2 separate regions of the Oryctolagus cuniculus genome follow, and region 1 is linked to region 2. A link is a contact called in public Micro-C data. All regions are on one chromosome and are shown on one strand. Each heading gives the region's core, a stretch centred on a gene start, on an enhancer-like site or on the middle of the called end of the contact. The rest is flanking DNA. Distances are from core to core; before and after follow the strand shown.

Evidence for each region. Hi-C and Micro-C count contacts between places; a contact is called where the count stands out from the background.
Region 1: a contact with region 2 is called in a Micro-C map of ear pinna, with 5 times the contacts expected there. The contact joins the promoter of C1H9orf43 here to the promoter of SLC31A1 in region 2. A contact is called at or near these places in 2 of 6 Hi-C or Micro-C datasets (ear pinna and an unstated tissue).

Annotation. Positions count from the first base shown.
Region 1 is chr1:216,999,294-217,004,360 of mOryCun1.1, forward strand. C1H9orf43 (chromosome 1 C9orf43 homolog) reads left to right here and starts at 2,336. Exons shown (of 13, transcript XM_008273415.4): 1 at 2,336-2,487. It overlaps POLE3 (DNA polymerase epsilon 3, accessory subunit), which reads right to left and starts at 2,079. Exons shown (of 5, transcript XM_070066358.1): 1 at 1,939-2,079; 2 at 1,753-1,838; 3 at 1,331-1,449; 4 at 532-735; 5 at 1-76. The coding sequence starts at 2,004. The coding sequence ends at 563.
Region 2 is chr1:216,825,815-216,831,206 of mOryCun1.1, forward strand. It overlaps SLC31A1 (solute carrier family 31 member 1), which reads left to right and starts at 2,156. Exons shown (of 5, transcript XM_070055763.1): 1 at 2,156-2,315. FKBP15 (FKBP prolyl isomerase family member 15) reads right to left here and starts at 2,007. Exons shown (of 28, transcript XM_070055719.1): 1 at 1,833-2,007. The coding sequence starts at 1,885.

The DNA.
Region 1 (5,067 bases), core at 1,086-3,585, 170 kb after region 2:
CCAGGCAGGCTGCCTAAGGCACACAGATGAGCTCCAGGGTGAGCGGGTCTAACAGAATCCACTCCCACGGATGTTCCTGCCAAGGGGAGAGACAACAGAACAGATTTCTTTAATCCTCCAGTTCTCTTAGCAGTGTCCTAAAGCCAACCGCCTGACCACTTCACGGGTTTCCACGGCCACATCGTGTGCAAGGAAGCCCAGCTTTCTGGAGCCTCATGGCCTCTGAGACTTGGAACACAGCAGGCAGCAGGGGAATTACGACTCTCTTCAGGGGTAGGAGGACTGGGGGTCAAAACCTACCCAGCCATACATGTAAGCCAACACGAGAGATCACACTGACTAACGGAGCGAGCTGTTCAGTGACGACCGCCCGCTCAAGGAAGCGGCACAGGGCTGTGCCAGGCGGCTGCGCGGCGTCGGGAGCGCCGGTTCGGCTGGCGGCCTGCATCTGCTCCAGCACTCCAGCCCGGGGCAAAGCAGCGCACAAACACGGAGCCCACGGCCACCGCCCGCCTGCCTCCCGCCGCCCACCTGCCTCCCGAGGTCCAGACTCCCGCAGCACTCAGTTGTCAATCTCCTCCTCTTCATTCTGCTCTTCTTCCTCCAGCCTCTCCTCATCTTCATCGTTGTCCTCGTCCCTGCTCTTGTCCGGCTCTTCCGAATCCGCCTTTTTGTCTTTGTCTTTCTTCTTCTGTTCCGAAGCTTCCTTCTTGCCCCTCTGCTCCCGCCTATAGGCTGCAGGAAGAGGGGCGGGGTTAGGAGACAGGGCTGGGGGAGACAAGCGGGGACCGCAGCCGGCAGCATCACTGGACAGCTGGAAAAACCAAGGGACACGAGCAGAAAAGGACCTGGCGAGCAGCACCGAGAGGTCTCGGGTGGTGCCACTGAACTACGTCCGGTCACATCCGGTACTGGCTTTCTGGGCCACTCTTTCACAGTCCCAGGGCCACATCAACAGGTCACCCGTCTTCCATGTGGTTTGGGAAACAGAAGGGTACGGGCAGGCACTGGGGGCAGGGATTAAGGCGCAGCTCGGAACGCACGCATCCCATACCTGTACGGGAGTGCCTGGTTTGAGTCCTGGCTCCGCCACTTTAGAGCCAGCCTCCTGCCGGAACACCTTGGATGGCGCAAATACTTGGGGCCCTGCTCCCCACGTGGAAGACCCAGAGGAAGGGCAGGGGTCCGGCCCGGCCCGGCCCGGCCATAGCTAACCTGGGCATTTGGGGAGTGAACCGGAGGGCGGAAGATCTCGCTGTGTTTAACGATCTCTCTCTCTCTGCCTTCCAAATAAAGTGAAGAAGAAGAGAAGCCACGCGGGGGTCGTTACCTTCCAGGGCCTCCTTCAGCGGGGCGACGAACCTCTGGAACTCCATCTCCTCCATGGCGGACAGCACGTCGCTGGCATTCAGGGTCTTGCGTTTCCCTTTCATCGCGAAGTTGTTGGCACTGAAACAAAGCAAAAAGGGCTCTAAACGGCTGCCCCCTTCCCTCTTTAGGACGCGAAAAGGGGCACCCAGGGGTGGGAAGGGAGAACCCAGGCACATCTTGGCCGTACAGATGTTTGCGTAACCTGCGTAAACCCTGCCCTTGCCCGTACCTAAGTCTGCTGTTCGAACAGACCCGGGAAGACCCGGGAGGGGGGTTTACATGGGTCCCAGACCACAACTGCCAGCAGCGGTTCCCGGTGCCTCCCCCCCACCCTCCAGGCCTTAGACCCAGCCGGACGCCGGCTCGCTCTGTCCTGCTCACCACGATGTGGCGTACAGCACGAAGACGCTGGCGGCGCGTGAGATGGCGCTCCGGGCCTCCTTGGAGATGTTGACACCTTCCGGGAGCTGTGATGACGGCGGGAGTGAGCAAAGCCGCCGGCCCAGGACCTGCTTCCCTTCTGCCCGCTCGTCCGCCCCCGGCCCATCGCCAGCCCGAGCTGCTCACCGCCTCCTTGATGATCCTGGTGATTACGGCGTTGGGCAGGTTTAAGTCCTCGGGCCTCTCTGCCATGGCCGCGGTCGAGGCCTGAGTCTGAGCCTAGGGCCTCCTCCCCAGGTACCTCCAGCGTCCGGACTTCCCGCGCCGCTGCTGTCTGACCCTCCGAGGCTTCCGTTCCGCCTCACGTAGGCCGCACCGTGTCCCACAGTGCCCCGCGCCCCCAGCCTTCCTCCTACGCCAGCCCCGCCTCTCCACCTCAAGACGCTTTGCACCCGAACTTTTTGCGCTCGTAGCGGTTTTGGCTCGCTGGATCTTTCGGTCAGCGCCCACCGTACGCCGCACGTTCTTCCTCAGAAGAGTGTCTCTGCTTCACGCTCCCGCTACGTCCAGAGCTTTCGCCTCGAACTAAGTATGGCCCACGGAGGCTTCCGTCCGAGCCCCATCGTGCTCTGCGCCGTTGCTTGGCGACGGAGCGGCCTCGCGCCTCGCGTGGGAGACGGAGGCGTGGAGCCGAGGCGGCTGGGTGGGGCCCCTCCGGACGAGAGGCGGGGCCTGGTGAGCCATTACCGCCGAGCTCCTCGCCGGGCGGGGCTGCGTTGGGCCCCTGGATTTCGGGAACCCTCGGGGTTTCATCTTTGCCGTGGTCCCGAGGAGCCGGGACCCTGCGAGGCGGAACCGCTCCCTCCCGACAGCCACAGTGTTTTTCCTGTTCCAGAACGCAGCGGGGAATCTTTCTTCAGCCCAGCGCTTGCCGATGTCCATCCATCTTTCCGCCCCTCACGGCGCTGTGCTAATCCTTACCAAGGATAGGTGTTAGCTAGGCTTTTTTGGGGAGTTACCTTTTTTTTCCCTTGAGCTCTTGTTCACAGCGGGATGCGCCTGACCAGACTTAGAGGTTCATTTCGGGCTGGGCAGGAAAGGGCGGGAGCAGCCGCTTTTAAAATACTGCATCGTCCCATTTAAAACAGCCTTGTTAAAATTGCGTTTAGTTTTAGTTCATTACATTGTGTGTCGTACACCTTTCCCAGGCAAAATCATACCCAAGGGTTTCTTCTTCTTCCTCTTCCTCTTCTGTAATTAACAAATCTTTTTTATTTGGGAAGAGAGAGAGGAATCTTACATCAGGTTCAGTCCCCAGATGCTGGCCAATGGGTGGTGAGCCAGGTGGAAGCCAGGAGCCTAGAACTCAATCCAGGTCTCCCACGTGGATGGCCAGGACCCAACTACTTAAGATTTAGATATTTGATATATATATATGTGCATATATATATATATATATAAAAGAGAAAGCGAAGGAGATCTCCCATCTGCTGATTCACTCCTCAAATGGCTGTGCCCAGCTGGGCCAGGATGAAGCCAGGAGCCCCTACGTGGGTGCAGGGGCCCGAGCATTTGAGCCATCCTCAGCTGCTGTCCCAGGTACATTAGCAGGGAGCGGGATCAGAAGTGGAGCAGCCGGCACTGGAACCGGTACCCATATGGGATGCTGGCACTGCAGGTGGCGGCTTTCCCCACGACACTGCGGCTCCTGCAGTGGCACTTCAAGTTGTATTCCTTTCACATTAGGTATGTGGAAATTCTTACTGCCACTGAGAACTAATCCAGTTGTTTTTTTCCCCTTGAAACATGCTGTCTCAAATTTTTCTTGCTTTTGATGGATACATGATTAGAGCGAGATACTTCCCTATTAGAAAAACAGCAGAGCACATGCCATGGTAAAAGGCAACCAAACTTGAGCTAGAGACCAGGACCTCGTGGGGGTCCTACTGTACTTGGCTAGGGCAGACTGGGCGTAGAGATGCCAGGAGCTGGAACGCTTCAGCCAATTGCTGTGTAGTTGGAATTGGGCCCAGTGTTGTCAGATGTTTTGATCTGTAAGAGGAGCCAGAAATCTGGATATTAGGGACTATTTCGATTTTTGGTAGGCTCAAAGTGCCTGCCAAACTAAGCAGGTCAGGTTGGGTACAATCCAAGGCCAATAGTTCGCTGTCTTTGATCTGACAAGGTGTTCAGAACATGGTTTGCTTATCAGTGTTCTCCGTGCCCCAAACGAGCCCTCTCATATCTTTGGTAGTCAATAAACATGTTGGATAAAAGAAAGAAGAAGTGGACACTGTCCTTAAAAAGCATTAGGGATGGAGTGGTAGTGATTGCCTGAAACGTCTGCAGAGGGAAGAAGATTCTGAGCACCCATAATACCAGCAATTCAAGTGTATTATCTTATTTAACGATTCCACAGTTCTGCTTAGGGGTTCACACGCACACACACACACACACACACACACAGCCAGCCGCCTGCCCCAACCACACACGTTACGTGAGGAAACAGGCTAAGATGAAGTCACTTGCCTAAGACCTTATGCTTACAGCCAGTAAATGAAAAAGTAATGACCTCCGAAGCAACTACAAGTCTACTGATTTGCTATTTGAGTGTTCAAACCCATGCATTGCTGGGATTTTGCCTGCATGGGAATCAGCATGGGGGTAAGTCTGCAGAAATGTGGAATTAAAAGATAGGTTTATTTTGGAGCAAAATATTTTCAAACCCATGTGTAGTTTTTTCATAGTTCTCATTTTTCATAAAAACTTTGAAGAATCTCTGCATGGATTTCAAAATGATTTTGCACTAAAGAACGTCTCTTTTAATGCCATTTTTCATGAACATTTTGAAGTACCCTCATACTGGAAAAGGAAGCCTGCCTTCCCAAGGTTTGAGTCATCTAAAGTGATTGTATGACTACATTGGTTTTAATTTAAGGCTTTTGGAGATAATGGCACCTTCTCCCTGATCATTGACTAAGGAGAACTGGAAATGATGCTAATGCTTATTTTAGCCTATATGTCAAGCCTTTAATATTTATTAACTAATTTGGTAATGTCTGTTTAATAGGCTTATCCCCATTTTACATACGAGGAAACTGAGGCTCAGATTAAAGTCCCAGACCACTCAGATATTAAATGAATGACCAATTAGGAGGAGACCTTCTGAACTCCGTCCCCAAACTCTTATGTCGCTCTGAGATGTTTTCATGCCTGTTTATTTCCCAACCTTTACTTATCCAATGACCATTTACCAATGAAAGTTCAGTAGAAATATTTTGTGCATTGAGTCCAAATACTGCATGGTTTATGTGT
Region 2 (5,392 bases), core at 906-3,405:
TGGGGAGTAAACTAGTGGATGGAAAGTCTTTCTCTCTGCCTTTCCAAGAAAATGAGAAAAATAAAAAAGAACTTATCTCGATCCGGGGATCTGCAAAAGAGCACCTGACTGTCATCTACCCTGTAATTTTCATTAAGCAGTGGAGTTCCGATGGATGAGAGTTGGAAGCCCTAGTGTTCCTTTTCACAAAGCAAAGAATGCAGATTTTAAGTGCATTTCACATTCAAAAAGTTTTCAAAAGACCCAATGCATGCAGGGAAGCTGCAAATGATTTGGGTATAACAGGAAGAAAGAAACAAGCACTGCTTAACTCTAAAATGAGCAACTGAAAGAATTGAAAGTGGAACCAGGTGGCTGCAGACAGCAGGGGGACAGGGTGGCAGGGAATGTTGAGGGTGACAAAACTTAAAGATACATAATACAGAGTTAGTCAGTGAGTGTCAAAAGATCTCGTGAACATTTTTACATTCATTTTATTTATTTGAAAGGAAGGAAGGGAGGGAGGGAGATAGGGAGAGAGTGAGAGCCTGCACTTTCATCTACTGGTTCACTCCTCTAAATGCCCACAACAGCCTCAGCAACCCGATCCAGGTCGCCCACGTGGGTGGCAGGGACCCAGCTCCTTGACTTGAGCCTCACGGGCAGCCTCCCCAGGCGCACACAAGCAGGAAGCTGGAATCAAACCAGGCCCTCTGATCCGGGATAAGCTCATCCCAAGCAGTGTCTGAACCACTAACACCCAATGTTTGCCCAAAAGATATCACTTAAGGCCAAAATAGAGCCATTTTATGGTCACTCATGGATTGAACTCTCCAATAGGTCTGCAAAATGAGGGCAGGCCCGGTGACTTAATCGTCATTGGAACCTTTTAGCATTCAGGAGAATGAGGGATGCATGCTGGGGCATTCATTCACCGTTCTTCAGGACATTCAACACGCACAAAACTTCTTGAGCAGGTGTTCAGACAAAGTCCCTGCAAGGATTAGAGCTTGGTCGCCCACAAAGCAAGGTGCCCACTGCTAACACAAGGAAAAGAGCTACACTGACTATTTAAAGAGATTAACGCCCTATCCTTTGAAGGTTTCTACCCCATGGGTGTATATAATGTTTGCAGACAGGGGATAACAACCACAGTCTCCTCCCATTCGCTTTAAACTTCAGGGTTTACTAAGCGCAAATCCACCACCAGAATTCGTTCAACAAGCACTGCCTAAGCACTCACTACGCCAGGTACCACGCTGAGCGCTCGACAGGGACGAACTCCACATGCAGGTTTCTGTCCTGTCAGGGCTCAGAATCTGGTAGGTTCGGTGTGCAAAGCTAGATACAAACACGCCCCGCCGTGGGAATAAGGAAGAGAGAGCAAGTCATCCTGCCTTCTGCGGAGAAAGGAAAGCACACACACACACACACCAAAAAATGACATCCAAGCTAGGCTTTGAAAAATGCTGGCTCTGAATCACCCAGAGCCTAGGTCCAAAGTGGCACTGCCTTGTCCACGGGGAATGGAACGTCTCATGTTGTCCCCAGCTGACTCCTGCGAGGCAGGCAGGCTCATCAACACCCTCAGTTCACTGGAACAACTATGACCCAGAAAGCAAAAGGCGAACCCCAGGGTCATGATTGTGTCGAGGGAGTTGTCCAGTCCAGAACCCAGATCGACAGACTCAGCACAGCTGTAATCTCTGCCCAGATTCAGAGACGTGCAGAGGACCGTAATGTGGCAAACCTCTGGACCCGGAAGTGGGCAAGAGGCCCGAGCTCAAGCCCCTCCAACCATCCGCCGGTCTCTCTCAGCCATGTCCTCTGGTGCATGCTTCTCAGCCACTCACCCGCCGGTGGGCGACAGGAAGTCAGTATCGTCCTCGTCCCCGGCACCGAACATCGCGTCGGCTTTCTCCCAGCTATCTCGGAGAGCAAGCCGAATACTCCTAAGTCCTGTCACCACTGATGTCGCAAAATGCCGCGGGGGCGTGCTGCTTTCCGGCAGGGCGAACTCTCGCACGGTTACTTGGCCGAGAGGAGACTAGACTCTGGGGAAGGTGGGGCAAAGGCAAATGAAAGGTTCCAGTGAGCACGAGCGTCTCGTGACGTAAGGCCTCTCCAGCCCGCACGGAGGGCGGAGTTCGGAAGTCTCGCGCCGGGATTGGTCAGAGAGGCCGGGGGGCGGGGCAGGGGCGGGAATCCGCGGCCTCTGTGGCAGCGGTGGACACGTCGAGCCGGGCAGAAGTGGAGGGGGCTTGTGAGGAGTCGTGAGGGGTGACGGGTTAAGGTTCTGAGAAGGAGGCTTCGGTGGCGGGACCCGACCTGGGAAGGTAAGGCCTCCTCTACCCCCTCTCTTACAACCCTATCATGGGCACCGTCCTTTCCTGTCCTGGCCAAGGACCCTCCGCGCCTCTCTCCTGAGCTCGGCGGAGAACGAGCCCAGGACTGGAATTCTGGAGGTCTGAGCTTTGGCCTGGCCCCTGCAGCCACAGAACCGGAGTGACCTTGGGGCGCCGTGCGCGGTGCCTCAGTTTCCCCGGCTATGCAACGGGTCGTTTGTTCAGTGCTGCCATGTGCTAGCTGGCCAAGAAGCTTTAAACCTCAGACAGAGGCCATGGAATTCAACCCCGATCGCCCCATAAGCCGAGAATTTCCAGTTAAGGGAACGAAGACAGTAAGCTTTTGAGGAGTGACTGGCCTGAGGTCACGCAGACTAGAGGGGGAGACGGAGCCGGATGCTGGTCCTTTGATTCCGGACTCAGCGAGCCGATGGGTGAGCGAGCACCTCACCAGCCCTTACGCACTGCGTGCCCTTCCTGGGTGGTTATTGCTAGACTGTGGCATGCAGCTTGGGGAAAGTCCCCTTGCCAGTCACCTGTATTCCACGCAGGTGAGGTGCGGGAGAGCTGCGGTATTCTGCGTGATGGGAGGGGGAACGCTTTGGAGGCAGCCTTGGCCTGGGGTTTCCTAAGTCTTCCTGTGACAGTCGAAGTCAACATCAGTCGCTGCCTACTCCGGCGCCTCCAGTTCCCACCATCTCTGTATGTTGCACAAGTCTGTCTTTGGTTAACCTGGTGTCGTTCTTGGCGGGTAGGGCCGGCTTAGCCGAAGCGCGAATAAGCCGACCGTGGCCCGGTGCAGCACCCATTTCCACGGGTATGGGTGGAGTTTTTTCACTCAGGGCTTCTAGATGTCCCTCACCTGAAATGGGAGTGAAGTGGTTAGTAGGTAGCTCCCTCCCCAGGGACTTTGTACCTCTTGCCACTTCCCCTGTTCTGGTCTTTATTGTAGTTTGTATAAAACTCAATTGCAAGTCTCCTTGACCGTAATAGGGTCTGATTGATTCTGTTAGTGTGTGTGTGTGTCGGGGGGGGGGGGGGGGGGGATTCATCCTTGTTCTCTTATTCCTTAACTGACTCCCTTAGGATTTTTCTCCCTTGCGACCCAGAGCCCAGAGATGGCTCTTACCCTTTATAGGTAGCTTCCAGAAAGTAAAAATGCCATACTGGCTGTGAACCATATGCGTTGCTTGGTCTCCTTTGTTAATTGAAGGTGATTGTACTGTGGTCTAAAGCTCCAGGGGAGGGGGCTAGGAGAGCTAGAAATATCATATGCAACTATAATCTGTTAAGTAAATATTCCTCTGTTTAACGGAGGACAGGACTGTTGGTCTGTTGCTTGTGTTTCTTTTGGAGATTCAGATGGTTACAGCAGAGAAGGCTGACCGTGTTAAAGCAATGATGCAACTGGAATCCAGGCACCAGAACTGGAACCTGTTGCAGTAGCTCTGTGTAGAATGTGACCCTTGCCACATCTCAGAGGGAAAAATGAACTGGGAAAGTCCCATCGTTCTTTCTGACCCCTCCTTCCCAGAACTTGCCACCATCATTCTGGCACTGAACAAATGAATAGTGCTCTTTTAAAAATGCCAAGGAAATATGAAACTTGTATAACTTAAATGAAATTTTAAAAAACCTGGAAACAACAACAAAATGCCGAGGAAAGATGTGAGCTCCTATCTTGCATTCTTGGGCGGAGGTGTTTTTATTGAGGGTGTTTAAGGGGCCTTCTTAGACACTCAGGAATCTAAAATCTGCCCTTTTGGCTTGGGCGCCACAAGCATGCATATACAGAGTCCCCTTGTGGGAGCACAGCTGCTGATTCTCATTAGCGGTACGAGGGAGAGATGGCGGTGGGTCTTCCGCAGCTTTCAGGCTCGCAGCTGTAGCACTGTGTGCGCCTGAATGAGAATATCTTCAAACCAGAAATATTGGACTAGGAATCAGGAAGCCTGAGTTCATGTCCCACCCTTCTTCTAACACACTCTGAGCTGGGGCCAGGCTCCCGAAACGTTTCATACAAGTAGATTAAACCTAGACATCTACTGAGTACCGCTTTGAATTCGAAGATAAGTAAGGCATAACAACCCTGACCTCAAGTTTGATGTCGCATTTTTGTTTATTTTAAGTATCCAACTACTTAATATGTTTATAAAATGAATTGAAGACTGAGTGGGAAGCAGCCATTTTTTTTTTTAATTTATTTGTTTGAAAGGCAGAGTTACAGAGAGGCAGAGGCAGAGAGATTGGTCTTCCATCTGCTGGTTTACTCCCCAAATGGCTGCAATGGCTGGAGCTGGGCCAATCTGAAGCCAGAAGCCAGGAGCCTCTTCCTGTTCTCCCACAGGAATGCAGGAGCCCAAGGACTTGGGCCATCTTACACTGCTTTCCAAGGCCACAGCAGAGAGCTGGATCGGAAGTGGAGCAGCCAGGACTCCAACTAGCGCCCATATGGGATGCCTGCACTGCAGGCGGCAGCCTCACTGGCTACACCACAGCGCCAGCCCTTGGAGGCAGCGATTTTAATAGTTCCTTTCAAATGATGAGTAATTTTGCAAGAGGTGACAGTTTTTGCATACTGATCTGTACTGGTGAATGCCTTTTAAATTAATAATTTAGAATGATAACCAAGTTGTATCCTTGGTGTAATGATAAGGGATAGGAATTGAATATAGGTTGGTGGGGGGAAGAATCAATATAGTGTTCTGTTCACACAGTCGCTAAAAGCAGAAGGCTGTGAGAACTCAATTCAAGAAGTATCTAAAAGCCCACTATGTTTAAGGCACTGTGCTGGGTGTTGTGAGGGATAGGGAAATGAGTAAGTCCATGTTCCTGTCCTCAAAGTGCTTATGGTTGAACAGTGGGAGTAATTAAAGTACACAAATAACCATAATTGAAGACATGCCACAGTAGTCCCATAAGAAGGAGAAATTAATTATTGTGGGATTTCCAGAGAGGAAGAGATCATATCTTTTTTGGAGGAGATTGTGCCAGTAGATAATAGGCTTTGAAAATAAGTAGGATTCCACTGGGAGTGAGGAAGTCAAGGCTTTCCAAGGGCAGCACTG